Regions from separate parts of the Zea mays genome. Here regions 2 and 3 are each linked to region 1. Evidence: chromatin contacts called from public Hi-C data. All regions are on one chromosome and are shown on one strand. The core of a region is the stretch at or near the end of the contact, and the rest is flanking DNA. Distances in the headings are between cores, read along the strand shown.

Evidence for each region. A called contact is a pair of places that touch in the nucleus more often than the background predicts.
Region 2: a Hi-C map of ear shows a contact between it and region 1, with 4 times the contacts expected there. The contact joins the promoter of LOC100193895 here to the promoter of LOC103640420 in region 1. A contact is called at or near these places in 5 of 25 Hi-C or Micro-C datasets (ear, endosperm, root tip and 1 more).
Region 3: a contact with region 1 is called in a Hi-C map of ear, with 1.7 times the contacts expected there. The contact joins the promoter of LOC103639494 here to the promoter of LOC103640420 in region 1. A contact is called at or near these places in 2 of 25 Hi-C or Micro-C datasets (ear and leaf).

The regions. Positions count from the first base shown.
Region 1 is chr9:156,284,620-156,288,613 of Zm-B73-REFERENCE-NAM-5.0, reverse strand. It overlaps LOC103640420, which reads left to right and starts at 2,174. Exons shown (of 33, transcript XM_020544809.3): 1 at 2,174-2,599. The coding sequence starts at 2,276.
Region 2 is chr9:156,446,907-156,450,900 of Zm-B73-REFERENCE-NAM-5.0, reverse strand. LOC100193895 reads left to right here and starts at 2,360. Exons shown (of 3, transcript NM_001138970.1): 1 at 2,360-2,946; 2 at 3,143-3,554; 3 at 3,974-3,994. The coding sequence starts at 2,881. It also overlaps a transcript of LOC541659 not described here.
Region 3 is chr9:156,423,963-156,427,956 of Zm-B73-REFERENCE-NAM-5.0, reverse strand. LOC103639494 (pentatricopeptide repeat-containing protein DOT4, chloroplastic) reads right to left here and starts at 1,988. Exons shown (of 3, transcript XM_008662246.4): 1 at 421-1,988; 2 at 221-296; 3 at 1-133. The coding sequence starts at 1,901. The coding sequence ends at 471. It overlaps LOC118473415, which reads left to right and starts at 2,827. Exons shown (of 1, transcript XM_035962756.1): 1 at 2,827-3,994. The coding sequence starts at 3,414.

The DNA.
Region 1 (3,994 bases), core at 925-3,424:
TTATATTAGAGCGCACCCTCAAAAAACCCAAGAGTGGCCAGTTTGAGTGAAGCTCGGCCTGGTGCACCGGACAGTGTCTGGTGCGCCATTGGCAGCACACTCTCAAGTGCTTTCCTCCAAATTTATTTGAGTCCCCAACTGAATTTCTTTCTTGGTTTGTGTTGAACCTTATGTACCTGAGATACATGACATCTTGGCAAACTAATTAGTCCACCTGGTTTGTGATGAGCGTCAACCACCAAAATCGATTATTGGAAATGATTAAGCCATTTCCCTTTCATTTACTAAATCAAAAATTCATGTATCTCAATTGATAGCTTGATAGCTTTGGTGCGCTAACACCTAGAACCCTCGTCTATACGGACCATCGTCTTGATTGCATTTGCTGCCTGCATATGCGGGCGCATCACTGGTGTACGAGCATATATGTCTAAATGGACCAAGTTTGTTGGCGACTCGTGTCCCAACACTGTTAAGCCCAACCCGAGCATGGTCTGGCCCATTATCCACCAGGCCCGTGCTGGCCTGGTCATCGTGATGTGCCTAGGTCGTAGGCGTGATATGATAGGCTAGGCTTTGTACGGACCGATTTTATTTTTTCGCATTTTTTTAAAATATATAAAATATGATTGAGTATAGAATAACTATGTGTGTTCTGTTGTCTTAGTGGATGAATATCTATAATATGATTAAGTATAGAATATAAAACACAAAAATATATATGTTCTATTGGTTAGAAGAGTGTGAATGTGGAGTCAACAACTACATTACACTATCTCTAGCATACTACCTATCACACACCCTATTTCACCCATATTTTAAACTCCACTCTGTAAATAGTATCGTCTACATTACAAATCAATTTTTGCACACACGTTTGTACGGACTGCTAGAGTCAGCCTTATTGTAGCAGAGATTTTGATCTATCTATTATTATCAGGGGACATTTTCATGCGATCACTTATTTGGTGCAACTGTGCAATCAAATCATCTAAATCACCCAATATAGACCCGACAATTTCATATGAAATGGGTTAAATATAAAATAACCACTAGATTTCATGTGAAAAGGGTGAAATGTAGTATGCAACCAAATTATCTGAACATCAGATTTAGATCAACGACTTCGTATGGAAAGGGGTTAAATATAAAATAGGCACTAAATTTTATGTGGAAAGGGTGAAATGTAAAATAGCAGTCACCCATTGGATCCATGTCAGATGCTTTAGATGGTTTAATCGCACGCTTGCACCAAACTATTGATTACATAAGATATGTCCCCATAGTTGTCGAGAACTTATGATGTACAACTAGTTATACCGATGCAACCGTGCAATTAAGCGATGTATCCAACTATTTATATTTAAACCTTCCACTTGAAACCTAGTTGCTATTTACACTTAAGCACTTCCACCTAAAGTAGCAGACAACGTTGGATTTTAATTAGATGCAACAAATCATCTGGTTGCATGACTGCACCAATATAATTGTTTGCATATGATATGATCTCATCATTATTTACATATAGCGTTTTATTTTCATCTATCTATCATGACTCTTTATCCTATTGGATAAAACATCTTATCGGCTTACGTACATCCCAGGTTGACCAAACCGTTTTGATTTAATCACCGAAAAATGGGAAACCAAACGGTTTTCAGTGGATTTCGAATTTCCGACCGACCTGCAATTCAAATTAAAAAAACAATTTTCGTGAATCCCTGTGTTTCTCAGCAAAATAAGTTTTCACGAGGAAATTTGTTGTACAAATTTTTAAAATGAAAAGAACAAATTATGTTTTGCTTGTAAAAAGCTGGGGTTTTATCGACGAAATTCGTTATTTTTATTACAAAAAAATCAAATTGATTTCAAATAATTAATATGAGATATACCATATTACTTAGAAAACATGCAGTCCTTTTCTCATTTGTTTCCTGTTAATATATATACAATTTTTTTTCTAAATTTTAATATTTTGAATGAAATTTTAAAAAACAGGATGGAAAAACCGCTCGGACCGGGGGTTTCCGGCCCGGTTTTAGCGGCGACCGGTTTTAAAACCATGTCAAGTATGCATCAGAAACAGGGTACAGGGAAAAAAAACACCCCGGCAGGAAATACAGAGAAACCCAACCCAAAAAGAAAGAAAAGAAAGAAAAAGACGATAAATTTTATACGATTTCTGCGCTCCTGTTCGGCGTTTTCGCTACCCCCCCCCCCCCAGCGAGCCCCTGTACGACCAACCCTCCCGCCGCGCCGCCGCTCGCCGCGGGCCATGTACAAGCTCCGCGGCCGTGGCGGCGGGCGCGGCGGCAGCGGCGTAGCAAAGCGACCGATGCCCTCCAACGCCCGCGGCCGTGGCGTTGCCTCCTCTATCGGCGGGATGGCCGGGCCTCCTCGCAGTCGCGCCGCCGCCGCCGCCTTGAAACAGCCGGTGGGACGCGAGGAGGCGTTCTGCCTCGAGTCCAGCGGGCTGCCTGCCTTTGCGGCTATAATACGGCTGACGCCCGACCTCGTCGACGAGATACGGCGGACGGAGGAGGCCGGTGGAGGCGCCCGCATCAAGTTCAACCCTAACATGTACAACTCATCGGAGAACGTGAGCTGTCTTTCACCCTTTGTCTTTCAGCTGTCTGTCCCTATGAGTTCCTCTTAAGTTTTAGCCTAACAAATTTAGATACTTCTTTACCAATACAAAATATATCCTGGTAAGTTGTTTTCCTTCTGTTGGCAATTTTACTGGGTTTGAGTGAGTTCTGTAATTTGCATTCACGCCAATCAAATTTTAGCATGGTACCGGCGAGATATTTTGTATTGTTAGGGCACAATGATCTGTTAGGTGTCTTTCTAGGATTAATGATGGTTCTCTTCATCTCGGGTGATGGTCTTGGAGTATTTTGATTCGTACAGCGAGCTCTCATTGCTCCTATCTCAATTTATATGATTTAGATGGGTGAAACGGCATTTGGTTTAGTAATTTGAATTCAAGCCTTCATATCATTGCTGTGTCTTATGCTCCCATTTCAAGTCACACTGTTGCTTACTTTGCACTTACATTGATTTATTGGGTCAAAGTTGAATGTTTATTACATTCTCATTGGACATTTGAAGGCCTAGCGATTTTTCTAAGGAATCTCGAGTTTTACCATGCTTTATGGTCCCAGACTTCTGGCTATTCTAATTTATTTTAGGCTGATCAGAGCAGGCACTTTTCTCATTTGATGGTTCTTTCAGTTCAGCTAAATTTCTCATTCCACATTAGCACATTGCTTATTTGATGATTCTTTCAGTTCAGTTCACTTTCTTGATCCGCGTCCACATTTTCACTATTTATTGTTGTACAATTAGTTCTTACATGGTATTTGATTTGGTGTTGTTACTTTTGTACATGGTTATTAAAGCGGTAAAACGTTATGAACCAACTTTTTAACTTTTAAACGTTTAAACGAATGTTGAAACGTCTTTTCAGACTTGACATAGAAATTCAAATATAGAATAAGTTCATACATAAGTTGAGTTCACAAACCAAATAGCATAAAAAGATCACCCTGAATCATTTGACTTTGGCCTTCGTGACTGATCTTTGACTTTGGCCGGCTGTGGCTGAGGAGAGGAGAGGAGAGAGGAGAGCGGCGGCTGGCTGAGGGAGTGAGGGCGCCGTGTCCAGCGCTGGCCAGTGCCCAGGAAAGTGACCTAGAAAATGCTAAAGGCCCAGGACGGGTAGAACGTCCTTAGAACGTCTAAAACGCCCTAAAACGCTATTTGGACGCTTAAACATCGTTTAAACACACGAAATGGACGTTCTACGCCCTAAACCTAAAACGTTAGGACATTCCAACTTTTAAACACGTTTTCTCGTTTAAACGGCGTTTAAACGTCGTTTAAACTACGTTTAAACGTCGTTTAAACTACATTTTAATAACAATGCTTTTGGATGACTTCCCTTAATGGTGATTCAGACATATCTAGCATAATAATGTCATATTTCAGTTAG
Region 2 (3,994 bases), core at 1,111-3,610, 160 kb before region 1:
GGAGCCTTTGCTTAATTCATGTGTGAAGAGGACAAACAACATGAGAGCTGAGCATGAGATAGCATGGAACAACTATGGCTGCACTCTAATGTCTGATGGATGGAATGATAGAAGGGGTCGTCAGCTAATCAACTTCCTTGATCGCAGCCCAGAAGGTACTTATTTCATGGAATCTGTTGATGCATCAAATGTACAACATAATGCATATATGCTAGCTGATTTGCTTCAGGAGAGAATTGATAAGATTGGAAGAGATAAGGTTGTTCAACTAGTCACTGATAATGGTGCTAATTATATGGCAGCGGACAGGATTCTAATGGACTGGATTCCAACATTATTTTGGACACCTTGTGCTGCACATTGTTTGGATCTCATGTTGGAAGATATTGGCAAATTGAAAGACTTCAAGAAACCTATTGCATATGCCAAAAGGGTGACCACTTTTATTTATAGACATGGAAGAATTTTAAGTGCAATGAGGGAGAAGACAAGTGGGATGGATCTGGTAAGACCAGCAGCAACTCGATTTGCCACATACTTCCTTACATTGAAGAGCTTACACAAACATTGATATGCCTTGAGAGCTCTCTTTTCAAGTGATGAATGGAAGAACAACAAATTAGCGAAGACAGAGGCAGGCAAGAGTGTGTACAACATTGTTCTATCTAAGGCGTTTTGGACTACAGTTGAAGATTGCCTTAGAGCTTCGGCGCCACTTCTTATTGTGCTTAGGGCTGTTGATGGTGATGAAAAACCAGCCATGCCAGAAGTTGCTGCACTCATGAATGTTGTAATAGAGAAGATAAGGCTTAGCTTTCCTACCCAAAACAAGCAGACATTGTTGAAAAAAATCATGGACATCATTGAGCGCCGGTGGGTGACACAAATGGACCATCCATTATATGGAGCTGCACTCTATTTGAACCCGAGAAAGTTTTTTCCATCCGAAAGAAGGGGGATTCTAGATATGTTGCAGAGCTAAGGAGTTGTTTCAATGATGTACTAGCAAGAATGGAGCCCGATGAAGAGATTAGGTCCAAGATTGATGAGTATGACATGCATCATGAAGACCAAAGAGGACCTATCTTTTCTAACAAGCTGGCACTCGAAAATATTCAATCAAAAAGCCCTCGTAAGTACTATATATGATTGGTTGATTGCTTGCTAATACTTATTTCAGCATGTGTTCCGTTATTAACTGTTGGCATATGTGTTCATTTGTTAGTTGATTGGTGGTGTGCATATGGTGGACAGGCATTTGAACTACAAAGATTTGTGATGCGTGTGGTTAGCCTTTGTGCTTCATCATCGGGTTGTGAATGGATTTGGAGTACATTTGAATTTGTAAGTCCAAAATAACTACTTTGGTTATGCTCAAATCTATTTCTTGGTACTTATTTAGCTTGGCATTTATATTTTTGATATTTATAGATGCATACAAAGAAGAGAAATCGGTTGTTGCGCAAGAGGTTGAATGACTTGGTCTTATCTGCCTATTTCATGGGAACTCAACCCACCAAATGGTCATGTTGGAGACACCCGCTGTGCCTGTGCGGCTGTGGTCCTTTGGCAAATCCTTAGAGTTGAATTGTGACGGCAGTTGATATCCTTAGACCTTCGGGAAAGCAAAAAGCGATAAAGAGATCGCAGATGGATATTGTGCTGTAGCACTTTCAGATGGTGGTTCGTGTCAGTCGATTAATCCACTCCCACATGAGAAGAATTGTATATTGTGCTCCCTGAACTCTATCAGGAGAGCTGCTGTAGCAGTCACTGGACATCGATAATCTCGAAGGTGCGTGCCGTTGATCTTGTTGGGCATAATAACTATATTTTATTTCCCAAGTTGCCGTCGAGATATTTTCCCTCAGATTCCTGCCGTCTCAAATAGTTACCCTTTTGAACCCAGATACTGTTGCTAGTCTGTACTGGTACTGCACAGGAGTGTTTGTTATCTGGCCATCCAGTCCAGCAAGCTGGATGTGTGCGTATGTTACATCTGTCTGCCTGAACCAGGTGGTGTAAAAATAGGCCAAGAAAGCATCGGAATGGTATACCTTTTCTTGTTCGATTTGTATTGCTAAAGGATCATTTGTTGACTGCTTGGGTTCATATAACAGAATAAAAGCATTGCGGATTATTCAGGGGCGCCGTCGGAGACGGCAGATAACTATTGCCTGCCTAGCCCGCGCCCATTCCTCTTCCTGTTGCAGTGCAGGACAAGGCGGCGGCGGTGCAGATCTTTCTCCCTTTTCTTGCGGGCGGCAAAGGAGAGAGACTGCGAGCCAAGGAACAGGCCAACAAATATCTGAGGCCCGATATTTTCTCCTGCCCCAGCCACGTGGAAAAGCGCCGTCACGTAGGCGTAAAGCTCCCGTCCAGTCCAGGGCCCGGTCGGCTCGGCTGCCGATCCTTCTTCAATCCCTCGCCTGCAACTGGCTCTCTGTCCCCTTCTGCTCCCCCCACGGTTCCCCAGAGCCCGAGCCAAATCTAGGGGCTTCCTTCATCCGAGCGTGGTTTCAATTCTAGGGGTAGTCACCTCACCTGAATTCCGCCCAAATAAATTCGTCGCTGCCTTGTGATCCTTGGGGTTTCCTTGGTTCTTGAGTTGCGATCTTCTGCTGGTTCGTGTCCCCCAATCCGTAATCAATCCGGCGTCTAGGAAACCAATTGCTGCTCAGTTCTCTTATTTGCTCCTCGCCTTCCTTCCTCCAGCCTGGTTAAAATATCGAAAGGGGATTTTTTTTTAAAAATCTGCTCATCGAGGAAGCAGGGAAGACAAGAATTGTTGCATCGGATAAAGGTCGGGTGAAAATACAAGCAAATCCTGGGAACTCGCGTCCCTTTGCTAGGTGGTTCTTTCCTGATACAAAGAACACAATGGGCGATGTGTCCTTGAACGGACCCATTAAGGCTGCTGAGCCAGGTGCCGGTGGCATTGCCAAGGTACGAGTAAACGATAGATTTTTTTTAAGCTTACCTGTCAGTTCTTTATCTCGTGTAATTTCCTGACCGTCCGTTGAGCTTCATGATCCTCTCTCTCTCTCTGTCTCTTAACAATATATGATTTTTTTTACTTCATTTTGTTAACCATTTCCTACACACAGTAAATTAACAAGACGCTCTACTCATTCTTTGACAGGGCAATCAAGTTCTGGACACGATGTCCGCCGGGTGGACAGACGAGAGACACAGGCTGTATATAAGCTCTATGGAGGCCTCTTTCGTCGATCAACTGTACAACCACGGGAGCCGTCCGCGCAACGCAAACGGCACCGCCTTCAAGGCTCTCCGCAGGGAGTACGTCGAGTATGAGAAGACCGATGCTCCTGTGCGAAGGGGGGCTAAGTGCTGCGGCGTTCCTGCAAATCCTTGGATGCAGCATTTCAGGCCACGTAGTGATGGCGGTAATAACGCGCGAGGCGATGGGCTCGGGGATTCTGTGGGCGATCTTGAATCTGGCACTGAGGCAAACCGGAAGAGCCTCTCAGCGTCTCATGGAAGGGAACGGGACGCTTGTGAGGGAGAACCCCAGCTTCTCCATGAAAGTAGAGGTGATTAACTTCATTTTTATATTGCATTGGTATGCTTTGGTCAACTGCCTGCCCAGACTCAGCTGTAGTTATCTGAACATCTTAAATTAGTATCCGCAACATTGTTTTCACTAAGCATCACAGCCCAGCTATAAAAGTGTCCTAATTAGCTAGCTATGCAGCTAGTTCTTAATTCAATGCAGTTCATCCGTGATTGTTTCCCATGGCACGTACTGAGACTGCACAACTGGTGCCATAAACCTCACTCATACGTTTTATTAGCAGTAGCATATCTATAGAAGAGATATGGATGACAGAACATCTCAATTACTCCAATAACTTTTGTTTTTGTTCTGAATTCAACTAGCACGGCTCAGCAGCTGCACCGTGCAGTAAACTTGTTTTCTAATGCCAATTTTGTGTCTTCCCTCCGTCTCCAGAGGTCTCTGATCAAAATTTTG
Region 3 (3,994 bases), core at 739-3,238, 140 kb before region 1:
TCCTGGATACGTTTTATTTTGCCACCATTTCATGTGAAATAATAAGGAGATCAGTATATGTTACTGGATAAGTTTTATTATATCTCTTGTGGTAACATTTGCTGATATTTATCTTCAGTCAGCTTCCTGGTTGCTGTACAAGACAGGAAGCATAGTAAGTAAAAACTGCTGCACCGATGATGTAGAATACCAGCTTTGTAACCACATGAAATTACAATACCATCAAAACATGCAGGCACTTCAAGTCTCTTCATATCACTAATCGCATGATTTGGTTTGCCCTGTTGCAATCCTTTCTGGCAAACCAACATTAACAATCAATCATATAATCAACAGTAGTCTTTCAGGTCACTAATTCTGTTAGTGTTCAACAATTAGGGTGACAAGAGATTTATGTGTAATAAAGTAGTTGAAACCTACCCTCTTTGAAGATGTGAAACCCTGACAAGTCCATGGAGTCTTATGCTTTACTACAAAATTTCCACGCAGCTTTTTCCAGAAGGTTTCGCTAACTCTACACTATCAATCATCATCCTCACTCTCTTTGCATCTTCTACCATCCCAGCCTTTGCATATATGTTTGACATTGTCACAAAATTCCCAGCATTCTCAGGCTCCACCTGAACCAGTTGTTCAAATGCAATCTTTGCAAATTCCACGTTGTGATGCATCTTACTTGCAGACAGCAAAGCACCCCAGACAACTGTATTTGGTCTCACTGACATCTGGCCGATAAATTCCAAGGCCTCCAGAAACCTCCCAGCACGTGCAAGCAAGTCCACAATGCAAGCACACTGCTCCATAGTTGGAACGAGCCCAACAACTGACACAAAGCGCTGGAATAGTACAAGCCCTTCATCAACCAAGCCACAATGGCAGCATGCCATGAGAACGGCCGTGAATGTCACAGAGTCTGGCTTCATACCACACTGCAACACCATGTCCACAAATTCAAGGGCCCTTTCTCCATATCCATTCTTCGCAAACGCTCCGATCATCACATTCCATGACACAACATCCTTCTTTACAATCTCCAGGAACACCCTCTCTGCATCAGTGACACAGCCGGCACGCGAATACATGCTCATCAACGCGTTCCACAAAATGGCGTTTGAAGAACCACCATGACTACTCACTATAGTCCCATGGACCTGCCTGCCGGACTCCATGTCACAAGATCCCAGCACCACCACAGCTGTGCGGGCATTCCCTCGAACACCTCTCGAGTGCATCTCCCGGAAGCAGGCCCACGACTCCTCGTCCATCCCGGCACTAGCGAACCCGCCGATCATGGCGTTCCAGGACACCACGTCCAAGCCGTCCATGTAGCCAAACACCCTCCTAGCCGCACCGACCTTCCCGCGGCTCGCGTACAAGGCGACCAGCGCCGGACCTGCCGAGGCGTAGAAGGCCAGCGCCGCCACGTTCTTGATCCCGTAGGCGTGCGCCGCGCGCGCGGGGAGTAAGGCGGACGCGCGGCGGCAGCATGAGACGAGGCAGGAGAGGAGCTCGGCGTCGGGGGCGACCGCGGACGCGGAGGTGGCGAAGAGGGAGATCGCCTCGTGGGGACGGCCGTGGCGGGAGAGCGCGGAGAGGACGGTGGTGTAGGAGGCGGTGGAGGGGTGGCTGAGGAGGGAGAAGACGCGGAGGGCGGAGGGGAGGAGGTCCGCTTGGGAGTAGGCGGAGATGAGGGCGTTCGAGGCCGGGAGGGAGGAGGGGAGCGCGCCGAGCTTGAGACCGGTCGCGTGGAGGGCGGAGACTGCGCGCTCGGCGAGGAAGGGGGAGGTGCAGGAGGTGGCGGAGAGGAGGAGGCGCGGGAGAAAGGAAGGGTCGAAGGGGATGCCGCGGCAGTCGCCGACGGCGGCCGGCGCGATCGGGAACGCGGGGAGGTGTTCGTACATTGGGTGCGGTCCGGGGCCGCCGTGGGGTTGGAGAACAGCCGGATTTGAGATTTTCGCAATTATGGGGCGGCAAAATATGCTTCATCATTCATAATAGAAACGTTGCCGTGGAATCTATTAAATAAAAATGAAATAGCCTCACAAACTTCTCTAAAGGAAGCGATTCTCAATCACTCTTCATTGGTAGAGAAAGGCGACAATTAACCGACAGCGAGAGCAAACGTTGTCAATCCGTCTCCTCCCGAACCGTTGCTCCTCCTCAATTTGCACTATTTCCTCCATGCTGATATTCACCGCCCGCTGATGCATCTTTACATTCCAATGCCGATGCTCCCTATCTGAATAGAAAATATGTTCCCGTCGAGCCGTGTTTACATGCGAATCAATAGAACTCTTGAATTCCCTAATGCTCCGTTTAGATATTGATTTTGAAGGGTATAAAATTGATTTAGATTCAATACTAAATCAATCATGATATTAAAATGAGAGGTCGTTGAATTGGAGTTTCGAATTGTATGGTCAAATTCCACGCAATACAGGCAGATGATGTTCTATATATGGGAGATAGAGTTTGTAGTTATAGTCCAATTTCAGAGAATTGGGTCTCTGATTCTAAATTTTAATTCCATGTGCAAACAATAGAATTTAGAAAAGCTGATTCCAATTCCAAATTATGTGTTTCAATATCTACGTCAAACAGGATGTAAGTGCTGAGGTTATAATTCTCAGGAGTAGCTATAATATTTGAACGGTACACTTCTCTAGCGTTTATATGATTTATCAAATCAGGGGTGTTGTAGTGAAATATTATACTACAATAATATTATACTCCAGAACTTTAGTGGGCTACGAAAACGGTTTAAGGACCGAAATAAACTCTCGGCCCATTTACAGCCCGACGGCCGCTTCACAGCCAGCCACATTTCCCTTCGTCCCCGCAGAACAGATTGAAGCGGCGCAACCTCGTCGCCGTCCTCGCCTAAAACCTTCCGCCTCCCCGCCTCTCGTCCACGCGCGACAACGCGTCAGCAAGCAATCAGTTCATCCCAAGGTGCTAACCCCAATTACCCACCTGTTGCTTCCCGTTTTCGCCTCACAGTTCCCCTCTGTGGCTCCTGTGAGTCGACCAAATGTTAGCACACGCAAGGATGCCAAGACAAGTGAACCTGCGCCAGAGACCGGAAGCGAAGAAGAGGGTGTGCTGCTACAGCCAAGATTAAAAAGGAAGCTTAAGCCCAATAGCAAGGTGTCCGGTCCAGAGTGGGTTCGTTGACTGTAATAGTGTGGCCCAGTCGTGGTGCCATATGTATGACTTCAGTCTGTAAACCGGGACATGGAAAAAGAACAGAAAACACTACTACCTATCTTCTTCCCCTCTTCCAAGTCTTCTCCTTCCCTGCCGCCGTCTTGCTTTCCCCTTTCCTCTAGGAAGCTAACAGTGGTATCAAAGACCATCGTTCCTCGGATCTGGATTCTATCCACTACACCCGCCGCGCCAAAACCCTAGGCGCTATGGATCCCCAACTCAAACTCGCCTTGGAAGCACAGACTCGCTCCTTCATCTCCGAACTCGACAAAAAATTCGCCGACCACGACGCCAAATGGGAGTCTCGCGTTGGTGAACTGGAGAAGGCGGCGGTGTCTGCTGCCGACCAGTTCTACGACCTCAAGGCGGACATCCATACCGATGTCACGGCGCAGTTGGAGTTCTTCGTCTCTTCTGCGACCGAACAAGCAAATCGGGTCGCCGCGGCCACGACGTCGCGCGTCTCAGCGCTGGAATCCGCCACAGCGGCCTTCGAGGCGTGGCGCCCCGCCATGGAATCGTCGGTCGCCGAGGTCAAACGCGGCGTCGCCGCTGTCCAAGCCGCCGTCGCCAACATACCTCAACCAGGGGAACGTCGTCCGTTGGAGCCGCCGCACCTACAACCCGGCATCCTCGGCGAATTCGGATCGGGCCCTGCGCGTCCATCTACCGGTCTGCGGATCGACGGCCCCGACGGGCATTGCTCCGACCATCATCGTCGGGAGGCTGGTTTTGGACGCGTGTACGCGTCCACCCACCTCCCGCCCAATGGTATGCCCCCGTTCAA